Regions from separate parts of the Sus scrofa genome. Here regions 2 and 3 are each linked to region 1. The links are chromatin contacts, called in public HiChIP or PLAC-seq and promoter capture Hi-C maps. All regions are on one chromosome and are shown on one strand. Each heading gives the region's core, a stretch centred on a gene start, on an enhancer-like site or on the middle of the called end of the contact. The rest is flanking DNA. Distances are from core to core; before and after follow the strand shown. Region 1 holds the start of CARNMT1 (carnosine N-methyltransferase). Region 2 holds the start of OSTF1 (osteoclast stimulating factor 1). Region 3 holds the start of C1H9orf40.

The links. Promoter capture Hi-C pulls out the DNA fragments that hold promoters and counts their contacts. HiChIP or PLAC-seq counts read pairs in DNA pulled down with a chosen protein or histone mark.
Region 2: a contact with region 1 is called in an H3K27ac HiChIP or PLAC-seq map of skeletal muscle. The contact joins the promoter of OSTF1 here to the promoter of CARNMT1 in region 1. A contact is called at or near these places in 9 of 47 Hi-C or Micro-C datasets (alveolar macrophages, blood, embryonic fibroblasts and 4 more) and 2 of 2 datasets of contacts at active chromatin or transcription factors (alveolar macrophages and skeletal muscle).
Region 3: a promoter capture Hi-C map of fetal liver shows a contact between it and region 1, with 2.7 times the contacts expected there. The contact joins the promoter of C1H9orf40 here to the promoter of CARNMT1 in region 1. A contact is called at or near these places in 2 of 5 promoter capture datasets (fetal liver and liver), 10 of 47 Hi-C or Micro-C datasets (alveolar macrophages, fibroblasts, heart right ventricle and 4 more) and 2 of 2 datasets of contacts at active chromatin or transcription factors (alveolar macrophages and skeletal muscle).

Annotation. Positions count from the first base shown.
Region 1 is chr1:228,090,610-228,094,037 of Sscrofa11.1, reverse strand. CARNMT1 (carnosine N-methyltransferase) reads left to right here and starts at 1,780. Exons shown (of 8, transcript XM_003121964.5): 1 at 1,780-2,240. The coding sequence starts at 1,792. LOC106507622 (a long non-coding RNA gene) reads right to left here and starts at 1,782. Exons shown (of 4, transcript XR_002336413.1): 1 at 1,703-1,782.
Region 2 is chr1:228,140,727-228,144,483 of Sscrofa11.1, reverse strand. OSTF1 (osteoclast stimulating factor 1) reads right to left here and starts at 2,325. Exons shown (of 10, transcript NM_214005.1): 1 at 2,095-2,325. The coding sequence starts at 2,128. It overlaps NMRK1 (nicotinamide riboside kinase 1), which reads left to right and starts at 2,594. Exons shown (of 9, transcript XM_003121961.4): 1 at 2,594-2,830.
Region 3 is chr1:228,043,285-228,046,767 of Sscrofa11.1, reverse strand. C1H9orf40 reads left to right here and starts at 1,543. Exons shown (of 2, transcript XM_003121960.4): 1 at 1,543-2,201. The coding sequence starts at 1,773.

The DNA of each region.
Region 1 (3,428 bases), core at 531-3,030:
ATAGGAGAAACTCATTGCAAGAAGTTAGAAGAGGAAGTCCTAAACAGAAGTTTTTGAAGAGAAGGTCAAATGTATCCTAAAGAGATCCAAAAGGAGGAGAGCAAACATCAAGTTGATATACTAGGCATTTTCACTCTTTATTTCATTTATTTTTCCCAGCCTCCCTGTGGGAAGGGAGGTATTATATCCATTTTAGAAATGATACAATGGAGACCTCAAGCGACTTTTTAAACAGGTCACACTTAGTAACTGGCAAAGTGAAAATGAGAAGTCCATGTTTCCACTAGCTTCTAGCTGCCCTTAGCTCAGTGCAAGAGAAATTGGAGGCAATCAACGTATTTCTTGGAAAGAGTGAATGAATAAATGTACTTCAGCTCTGCTATTTATATGTGTCTGGGCAAGACAATTAATTTCTCTGAATCTGTTTCTTTATTCATTAAAGAAAGATAACAATGTTTCCTTCACAGAGTTGAGGTAAGAAACAAAAAAAGGGTAATAGAGAAAAACAATTAAAATATAAAATATTAAATAAAATGTTACATAGCATGATATATGTCACCAGTTAGGACATGTATAATTTGTGTGTGCATATGAAAACAGTATTGGTAACAGTTAATATTATAAGAATTTATACATAACTTTCAAACACCAGACTCTAAGAAAGGAGGTACTGGACAGAAAATTTGGAATTACAGGCAAGGAATTGATATATTGTGTCTAGAAGGGGGATATGGGTCCTAAGAGCAGGTTAAAGAAACTTTATATTTGTAATCCTTTGTAATTTCCTTTTGAATTTTGAACCATATATTACTGCATTACTCTTCAAAAAAACAGACCTTAAGCTTCGTAAAGTATAAAAATGTAACATTAACATAGAATAACCACAGTTATTTTTCTTTAGCCTTGCCTTTATTTCAATTTATTTAACTTATGAAAATGAAGCTACTTCTTTTTCAATATCATTATATGTTTTTAACAGCATTTGTGGCTCCTGGACAAGTTTAACTCTCCTGAATAAAACCTTTCTTCTTTTGCTCTTATTTGAAAGACTAATTTGCTGGGGGTTTATTAAATTGAGTGGAATGAGTTATTTCCTAAGAATAACATTGAATGAAGGTAGGACAGCTGTTTTATCCGTGAGCCCAGAGAGAAATGGGGTAAAAAGTGAATGTAGGTGACGAAAAGGAAGTGGTTAAGTCCAGCATTGCTATGGGCCACCATTAGATATTAGTGCTGCACCGCATTACTGCTCCTGTGCGCAACTAGCAGATAGAGTTAGGTTCCTGCATTTCCCCGATCTGCTGCCACCACCAGTCCAGGGTTGGATTAGGACTTTCGAAGGTCCCTAAACACCAAAAAGATGATGGGGTCCTTCTCTCTTTACACAATTAGGAATAGAAATTCACTTAGGAAATTAATTAAAACAAATTAGGGTGAATGCAAGAACTTCCTTCAGACTTTCTGAAATAAAAGTTCCGAATAAATTCATCAAAGCTAATTTTTTTTTTCTGCTTTCGCTCTTCTGCTAATATGCTAGCCTTAGTTCAGCGGCCCATTTCTTCATTCAGCTCTTGGAGGCTCTTAAACCCGAACCAGGCGGGGCTCGCAGGTGCCAATCCCAACCCACCAATAACCTCCTCCTTCGCTCCACCCACCTGGCCCTGAGTCCCCCCCCCCCGCCTCGGCCCAGAGCCCCGCCCACCTCACGCATCGTCGTGTCGTCAGCGCGCCTTCGCCGAAGCCGGACAGCAAATGAGCGCAGGTGGCTGCGGCCCTTCGGCGTACTCACGGATGCGCATGCGCGCTTGTTCCGGGCGTTCTGAAGACCTGGCGGAGCCCGGCGCGGATGGAGGCCTGAGGGCGGCGGGGGTGGAGCGCATCGCGAGCTGGGGGCATGTCCGCGGCGGGCGCCGTCTAGAGGAAGGCCGAGCAGCCGCCACCACGCTTTCAGTCGCGGCGAGACGCAAGCGAGCCAGGCCGAGGGCCGAGGCGGCGATGCAGCGACGGCGGCGCCCTCCGCCGCCTGCCTCTCAGCTGCCGGAGGGCTGTGGGGGAGGCGGCTGCGGCCGCGGGGGAGGCAACGGGAGCGAGGAGGTGGAGGTGCAGTTCTCCGCCGGGCGTTTGGGCTCCGCCGTGGCGGTTTCGGCGGCGGCGGCGGTCGCGCACAGTACCGAGGAAGAGGAGGAGAGGCTAGAGCGTGAGCACTTCTGGAAGATCATTAATGCCTTCCGCTACTACGGGTAAGGAGCCTGTGGCGGACCCCGGCTCAGCCCGTCGGGGCGCCAGCTGCTTGCTGCGGACCAGCCGGCAGCGTGGCGCCCGCTGCGCTCACCCGGTTGCCACCACGCCTCCGGGGCGTCGGAACCGCGCTGCCTGAGCTGACCTCTGGGCCCCGGAGTCTCCTCTCATCACCTTAGCCCCTCCGGGACCTGCACACCCGCGTGTCTGTCGCGTCGTCTGCCGCTCAGCCCCTTGTCTTCTGACCTCAGGATCAGATTAGCCCTCATGCCATCCATCTCTTGTTAAAGGTTTGGCATTGAGGCCGGTGGGGGTGACCAGAAAAGTGTTGTAAGGAATTTCAGATAGAAGGAGGTAAATCTTCCAGTGCTGGGCATGATTTGTATGTGTTGTCCATGTCCTCCAAACTGACCAAACGGAGAGCCCAAGTTCACCTACACGTGGGATGCCGTAGGACGTTTTTTTCCAAACTGTTGCCAGTTCTTATGAGAGCAGCATTAATACTTCGACCCCATCCCCCTTTGGCGGCATGAACGCAAGGCATTTTTGTGGTGAGCGAGTGAAGGAGGCCACTCAATGTCTTTAACTTGTGGGTGAAATTAAGGTCGGAGATAGGCCAGATGTTCTAAAATTTGCTCATTTTTAAGGAGGGAAATGAGAGAAAGCACTGTAGGAGCCACTTTTATTCTGCAAATATGTATCGAATTCTCATTGTGGGTTGGGCAACAGTGGTAGGACTTTTAAACTTACTTATTTCCACTTTTCTTCTAGATACATCTTAAAATAGCTTAGTCACAAAACTATAATTCCAAGATCTAAAAGGAGCTTTAAACAACTAGATTTTCAGGTAAATAAAACACTTTTTTTTTTTAATTCGTGTAGGAGATGAGCCCACTGATGACTGTTCTGAATCTGCAGTTGGAATCAGATAGATGTGATCTCCTACTCAAGTAAAACTGTTCCCTTAGATGGGCTCCTGCTGTGCTTTATGCAAATTTTTTATATTGCTTGACTGACCTCCCCAAGGGCAGGATTGAGCCTTATTTGTTTTTATGTCACTACAGCTTGGCATGTTGTTGGAGCTCTATTTTTAACAAATAAGACAGTAGCAAAGAAGTACACTTGTCATTCTGTTTGTCAATTTGTGACTAATGGCTAAGCTATTTTGTTACTATTTTGAATTTAAAAAA
Region 2 (3,757 bases), core at 1,076-3,575, 50 kb before region 1:
CTACTCCTATGCACCAGTTCTAAAATACACACATGATGACTGCTATGAATGGTATGTTGTGATGTGATAATAATATGGTTAAGGGCCCTGACTCTGGAGTCAAACTACCTGGGTTCTAATCCTGTCCACTTCCCAGGGCAGGACTCAGTGGCTGACCTTGGGCAAGTAACCTAAGCTTTCTATGCCTTGCTTTCATTTCCCCATCCATGCAATGGGAACAATAAAGGTACTCACCTCACAGGATTATTGTGAAAGGTAAATGAGTGAACACATGCAAAGTGATTAGGTCAGTGCCTGGCATACAGTAAATGTGGGTCAGTACCAAAATAGGACAGTTCTGTTTTCAATTGAGCCAGGCCACACAAAGTGTCAAGTCAGACTGAAAGTAGGATTTCTCACTGTAAATTAGTAAACTAACAGATCAGTTTCTAGGGTGACCTTATTTGAGTTTGGATCTCATTTATAAACCAGTGAGGACCCTGAATAGCAGTCATTTTCAATCATTTGCTTTCTGATTTGCTGAAGAGAAGAAAGCAGTAGGGTCAGATAACAAAAATGGTTCCTGAAAGTGTATTTACAACTGGTCACAATGTGATCCCTAAAGCACACCAGTGCAAACACACAAACACACCACGTCAATGTCCCTTCAGGAGCAGCAGGGACATAGCTTAAGGTCTAGAGATGAAAAACCTCCTGAACGGCTCCTCAGGACCTTCTTTAAAATAAAGTATTTTGTTTAGCTATTAAAGAATAACTCTACTTTGTTGAATACTGCATGTCCTGATTTACATATGAGTTTAGGGCACTGCCAGCTCCTATATAGGCACCTCCTCTCATACGCAAACTCCATGAAATTCCACAGCTAAAGAAGCACAGAGCCCAATTCCAGCCATGTCCCTACCTTTGCTCACAGCAGAACCAAAGTCCCCAAAATTTCCTTCACACCCAGCCCACCAACATTTAAGTCCTCAATGAACGACCATGCCATACATGTACCTAATTTTCAAATAAAATGACTGGAAACTACCACATGTGAGGGCAAACAAGGGAAGATGGAGTGCTTGACTAAAATTTAGGAAGATCAAGAAAATATTATCTTCCTAAACAAGGTTACTTTGAAATTGACCTAGATGGCTAAATTTCAGCCTGCGTTATACTGATGTTACATGAGAATGGAAGAAAAAAACTGAGAATTTATCTTCCATTTCCTATGTTTTCTGTACCTACCTACCGGATGAATGCATGAATGAGTCTGTTACAGTACTGAACTGAAATAATTAATTCCCTCTTAAATTCTCCTTTCTCCATATCCCAGGAAATATTCTAAGGATAAAATAAAAATGAACAAGGACTACAAGCGCTCTTTAGCGCTGCTTTGAGGAACTTAGTAATCTCATCCTCTCCAATTTAGCCAAATTCATTAGGGGAGTGGAGGCAAAGGACTTGTATTGCCTGATAAAATGACACTTCCGAATAGCAATTGCTGAGATTATCCTGCCACAGCCTAGATTCTTCTAGTCCGGAGTTCAAGTACACTTTTGTAAAAGCTTTCCTCAAGATCTCGAGGTCAATTTTCGAACGCAGCTCCTCTCAAAAGTCCCAAAGAAGACCCGCTCACGCACCCCACCCTACAAGCAGCGCACTTCCCGTTCCCTTTGGCCGGTCAAGAACTCAAACTTGACAGTGACACACACTGAAAAAAAAAAAAAAAAAAAAGAGGAAGTGGCTAAAAACCCATTTCAAGACATTTATTTTTTTTCCTAAGGGAGATCAATGGCCCTGTCTTCCAGGAAAGCTTCAATGGGACGTAGCCTTCGCATCGCCTGGAAAGTTGCCGCTAATGACAATGTTGCAAAGCCAAGCGTGACTCCTCTTCAAAAATAAAATTTTTTAAATTCCTCGAAAATCTTCTTGCTATCCAAACTGATCGCCCCGCTACAGCGAACGCAGCAGCAACGCTAACAACTCCTATCCCGGTGGGTCCCTTTTCGAAAGCGAGGCTGGGGCCGGGTACGTGTCTGGTTTGCCCTGCCAAGTGGCAAAGGGAGCGCAGAGCACCGCGGCGGCCAGGGGACCCGCGAGCACCTCCCTTACCTGGTTTGACCGGTTTGGGTGGCGGCTTCGACATCTCTTCCTGGAGCGGCTGATCCTGTAGACCACGCACGAAAAGCCAAACGAACGCCCCTCCACTCGGCACTCCGGGCGCCCCAAAGTTTCTTTTTGTCTGGCTTGCATCGGGGCGCCTTCAAGGACCTGCGTCCACCCTTGGCAGCCAGACAAGCAGAAGCTGGCAGAGCCGCTCCGCGCAGTACCCCGCCCCGCCCCGCGGCCGACAGACCCGTCCGGAGCGCGCGGCCGGACAGATGAGGAAGTGGCCGCCGCTTCGCCGAGCGCTAATTGGCTCCCCTGCTGCCAGCTTCCCCGAGGCAGGAGCGCGGGAGGCGCGCACGACAGCGCGCGCGGCGGCAGAATCAGCCGGAGCCGAACGGGGGCGTCGTAGGCTCGCGCCAGGGCCAGCCAGGGGCGCGCGGCAAGGAGGGGAAAGGGCTGGACTGTGTAGGAGCGCGAGCGCGCGCACGCGGCCACGCTCTCCGGAGTCCCGCCCCGCCCAACGCCGGCTGGAGCCGGGCGCCGCGTCCGCTCCGGGTGGGACGGAAACCTGGGGTTTGTCACCTCTACCCTGGGCCACCTCTGACCCGGGAGGGGCGCGGGGGAAGGACTTGTGGGCGTCTCGGTTAACGAGCTTCGGGGGTTGCGGAGGGTTAGTGAGAGGCGTGCGGTTGGCAATTGCTTGTGCCGCTCTGCTTGGGAGCACTCGAACTGGCGCTGGGTGAGTACCTGATAGACCCCGCCGCGCAGCGCCGACTCTCTGGGGCCAGGAGGTATTTCCACAGTGTTCCAGCGCTGGAGCCCGAGCCTGGTTGTGTCTTGAAAGCCTTGTTGAGGCTCCTACCACCATAAAGGGACTGATCCGTGGCCTGCCCAGGAGGACGTGTACTCGTGATGGTGTGGTGCTCTCACGCCCCCTAATAATCCTTAAAATGGGAGTCTGCCTTCTAGAGACCGTTCAGGTTGTTGGGAGAAGTCACTGGGGCAGAGTCAGGTCATGATCCCTAGGGCAGGAGAAAATTTTTATTTCTGTAGCATTGGATTCGGCTAATTGCGGCCCCCTTGCCGCCTGTTATTGTACCACCTGAGAATGGTTTTCACATTTTTTTAATGGCTTAAAAGAAATCAGAAGCAGCAGATTTTTTGGCACGTGAGAATTATATGAAATTCAGATTTCAGTGTCCATAAATTTTATTAGAACACAGCCACGCTCATTTGCTTATGTATTGTCTCCCGCCACTTTTGCTGCCTAACAGCAGAACTGAGCAGCTGCCTGCAAAGCCGAGAACATTCACCATAACAGTACTTGGCAGAGCAAGTTTGCCCACCTCAGATTACCAGATTGAATCTCCACTGGGAGGCTGGGGCATAGGAGAAACACTGTGTGTGTTAAACTCAAAACAGCACAGGCTATATCATAAACTAGTTGTTTGTTTGGAGGAAGAAAAATGGGAAATATTTTACATGAGACTCTATGTAAAATGAACCTTCAAAGTTTCCCCTGGGGTTAATGAAAGAATGATTCCAAGAGAAAAGGGCATGGGTCGTGTATTCAGAAACACCAGCCTTGGGAGATTGCTGTTTACTGAAAGGGAGCAAAGTTTAAAAAATAGGAGTTCCCACTGTGGCCCAGTGGGGTGGACAGTGT
Region 3 (3,483 bases), core at 294-2,793, 47 kb after region 1:
GCTTGAAAATGATCCATATATGAAATATTACTCAGCTATGAAAAATAATGAAATCTTGCCATTTGCAACAATATAGATGGACCTATAGGATATTATGCTAAGTGAAATGAGTCAGAGAAAGATACTGTATGATTTTTTACCCTTGGAACCTAAAAAAACAAATGCGCATATATAACAAGAGAACCAGTCATAGAAACCACAACAAACAGGTGGTTACCAGAGGAGAGACAGGGGAATGAAAGGAAAACAGGAATTCCCATCATGGAGCATCACAAATGAATCTGAGCAGGAACCTTGAGGTTGCAGGTTAGATCCCTGGGTTAAGGATCTGGCATTGCCATGAGCTGTGGTGTAGGCCGCAGATGTGGCTCAGATCTGGTGTTGCTGTGGCTCTGGCGTATACAGGGAGCAACAGCTCTGATTAGACCCCTAGCTTGGGAACTTCCATATGCCACGGGTGAGGCCCTAAAAAGACAAAAAAAAAAAAAAAAAAAGGAATGAGAGGAAAAGGAAAGATCAAACGGAAAAGCTAATGTTTACTACCCTACTTACTATATAGTGGTACTTACTTATAAACAAGTGGTTAGCTTATCCTCTCAGAACAGCCTTGAGGTGCAGGGGCGTGGGGTAATTAATATACAGGTAATTCCAACCGGATGGAACACAGTTATCTTTCTTGCAAACTTTTTCTCTAGAAGAACATAGCAGTTTCTCTCTTCAAAGCACTTATAATTTTCCTCCTTACATTTCTTTACTTGTTTACTGTCTTTATCAACTATTAAAATATAAGGCGTAGTAAATACATTGTTGTTATCCTCTCCTCACTTTTCTTCTTGATAACACACAATTTTAAGAGAGTTCTTGGAATCTCACTTATGACCACCATGCAGAGTAAGCAGGGACTCTGTGAGATTCCTACATAATTTAAGAGTCAATTTCGGGTTTTAGTTGGAAAAGAGCTGTGCCCCAGGCTTAGCTCTTAGATGAGCTGCACATCTTTGTAACATCACCAATGAATTTTTAATCAAAAGATCGAGGAATGTAGTGCTTATTCACATTCCACAGCACCCACCGAAAAACACACTCTCGTTGGTTTTTTGTTTTGATTTTGCTCATTGGCTTTAGCCACTTCCCTCAGCCTTGAGTGTACAAACAGTATGTCTCTAATAATCACTTAACGTAGCGCCAGAGCTTCTTAACACTAATTTATTGTGTGTTTTAAGTGTGTTTATTAATTCTGCTTTAACTTCCTGGTGACTTCCCGGTGGCCAGTAACTAGAGGAAAGTAACAGTAATATAAACACTTCAAGCTTGGGATTTGCACACGCACCTCCCAGCCCCTGAGAAAACGTCACACCCTCCCAGGGCGATTAGATTGGGCCTTTAATAAACCCGCCGCAGCCTTCCCGTCTCGCCCCGGGGCGCGCACTTCCGGCCGCGGGGGCGCTCGGGAGCTCGCCCCGCTAGCTTCCACCAACCAGCGGCTCCGCCCGCCGGCGCGACTGCGCGCGCGCACATTTGTGCGCAGGTTCGAATCTTCGCCGCTTCGCAGTTGCTCACCAACGTCCGGCAGCACCTCGGCTGCAGTAAGGGCGGTGCACGAGGGCCGGGCTGGACCGGCCGCGCCCACCCCCTCCGCCCACTGCATCTTCCAGCAGCCGTCTCGCGGAGACTTTGTCCTCGCCCTTCCTCTCGCGCCCCGCCCTCGCCCCCGCAGCTATCGGTGCTCGGCCTCCCGCGCCGGGCGGGCTCCGCCCGAGCCTTCGGGACCCATGGCCAAGCGGCGTGCGGCCGAGCCGCTGACGTTCCACGTGCCTTGGAAGCGGCTCCTGCTGTGCGATTTCCCTGAGGAGCCGCCGCCGCCTCCACCGCCGCCGCTCTGGATCCCGCCGCCGGGGGCCTCGCATCCCAGGCAGCCCTTCCGCGTCCCAGAGCTTCCACGAAAGCGTAAAATAGACGCGGGGGCTATGACGGAACCTTCGGTTTCGCCCAGTAAGCGCCGCGACGGCGGGGACACCGGCGCCCCGGGGCGTGAGGGCCGCGGCCTGGAGACCGGCGAGCCGCCGCTCCTGCAGCCGCTTGTACGGCCCCGCGGGCCGGGGGAGGAGCCCCAGAGCGTCCGGCCCCCGAGCGGCAGTGGCGACGACGGGGCGGGGCGCGCAGAGCCCCAGCGGGGAGAATGGGGGGCAGCACCGCGCCAGGTAGGGGCTGGCGGTGGGCTGGGCGCTCGGGGGGCGGGGGCGTGTGAGGGCTGAAGGGGTCACGCTTTTCCGGGCACTTCGCGTCCCGGGAAGGAATCGATCGGGTCTAGATTTGCCTCCGTCACGACACTCCGAAAGCTGGAAAACAGGGTCCCCGCCGTAGGAACGAACACCCCCCCCCCGCCCCCCGCCAAATACACCAAGTGCCCCAGAGAGTTTTAAGATACTTTAGGGGGAAAAGTGGCCTTGCACCTGTGCTGTGTGAGAGGGAATCTGGTCTTGACAGACTGTTTAGCGCCTGGTGAAGACGTTGACTGTGAACCTAAATAAGTTCAGCTCAACAACAAATGTCGGAGAAAGGTGTATCGCACCTTCTTTCGTTTAACGATGATTTTTTTCCCCCGGAATTCGTGGTAATTTTCTTTCTAAAGAGGGTGACCGTTGTGGTAGCCATCACTTGGACATCCTTTAGGCATGGTACAACTCTTGGTAGAGAAAAAGGGCTTCCGAATGTTGGGAAAAGGTGTTTTAACTCAGTGTTAAATATGATCCTGTGAAAGAGGATCGTTGTTGAAAATTAATTTAGTTCTTAAGGTAAATCCTGTGTATGAGGATCTTTGGAGAGTTTCAGTTCCCTGGGAATGAGCCTGCCCCATCTCTGCACATAAGCTCTGTCTAGATCTGTGCTATTCACTGTGGCAGCCGCTAGCTGGCTGTGCGACGCAACTGAACGCCTGAAATGTGACTAGTCCAAACTGAGACGTGCTCAAAGTGTAAAATACTAGATACTAGATTTTGAAGGTCTCAAAAATGTTTACATTGATGATATTGAAATAATTTCGAGGTCTTGGATTGAATAAAATAGATTTCATTTCACCTGTTTCTTTTACTTAATATGACTTTTAGAAAATTTTAAATTATGTTTGTGGCTGGCATTATGTATTTTGGGGGCAATTTGGTCTAGTCTTAGGAGTTCAAGGTGAGTTTTGGCAGTTCTGGGTTTGATCAGCTTTCAGGATGGAAGAACCAAATTCAGGGCTCGGAATTCAGCAAATTCTCTCAACCACTACATCTTAGCATTCACCCTACATTTTTCCATTGTCTTAGGTATCTTACAGAGAATTTATCAGGTACTTTGCCAATAAAATAATGGGAATCTTTATAGCTGGGAAAGATCTTTTCTTCTGTGTTGTAAAAGATACAGCTATTATGATGAGCATTTATGGATGAAATTATAAATTGTAAATATTTCTACCCCCAGTTTTCTTTGAATTTAGAAAAC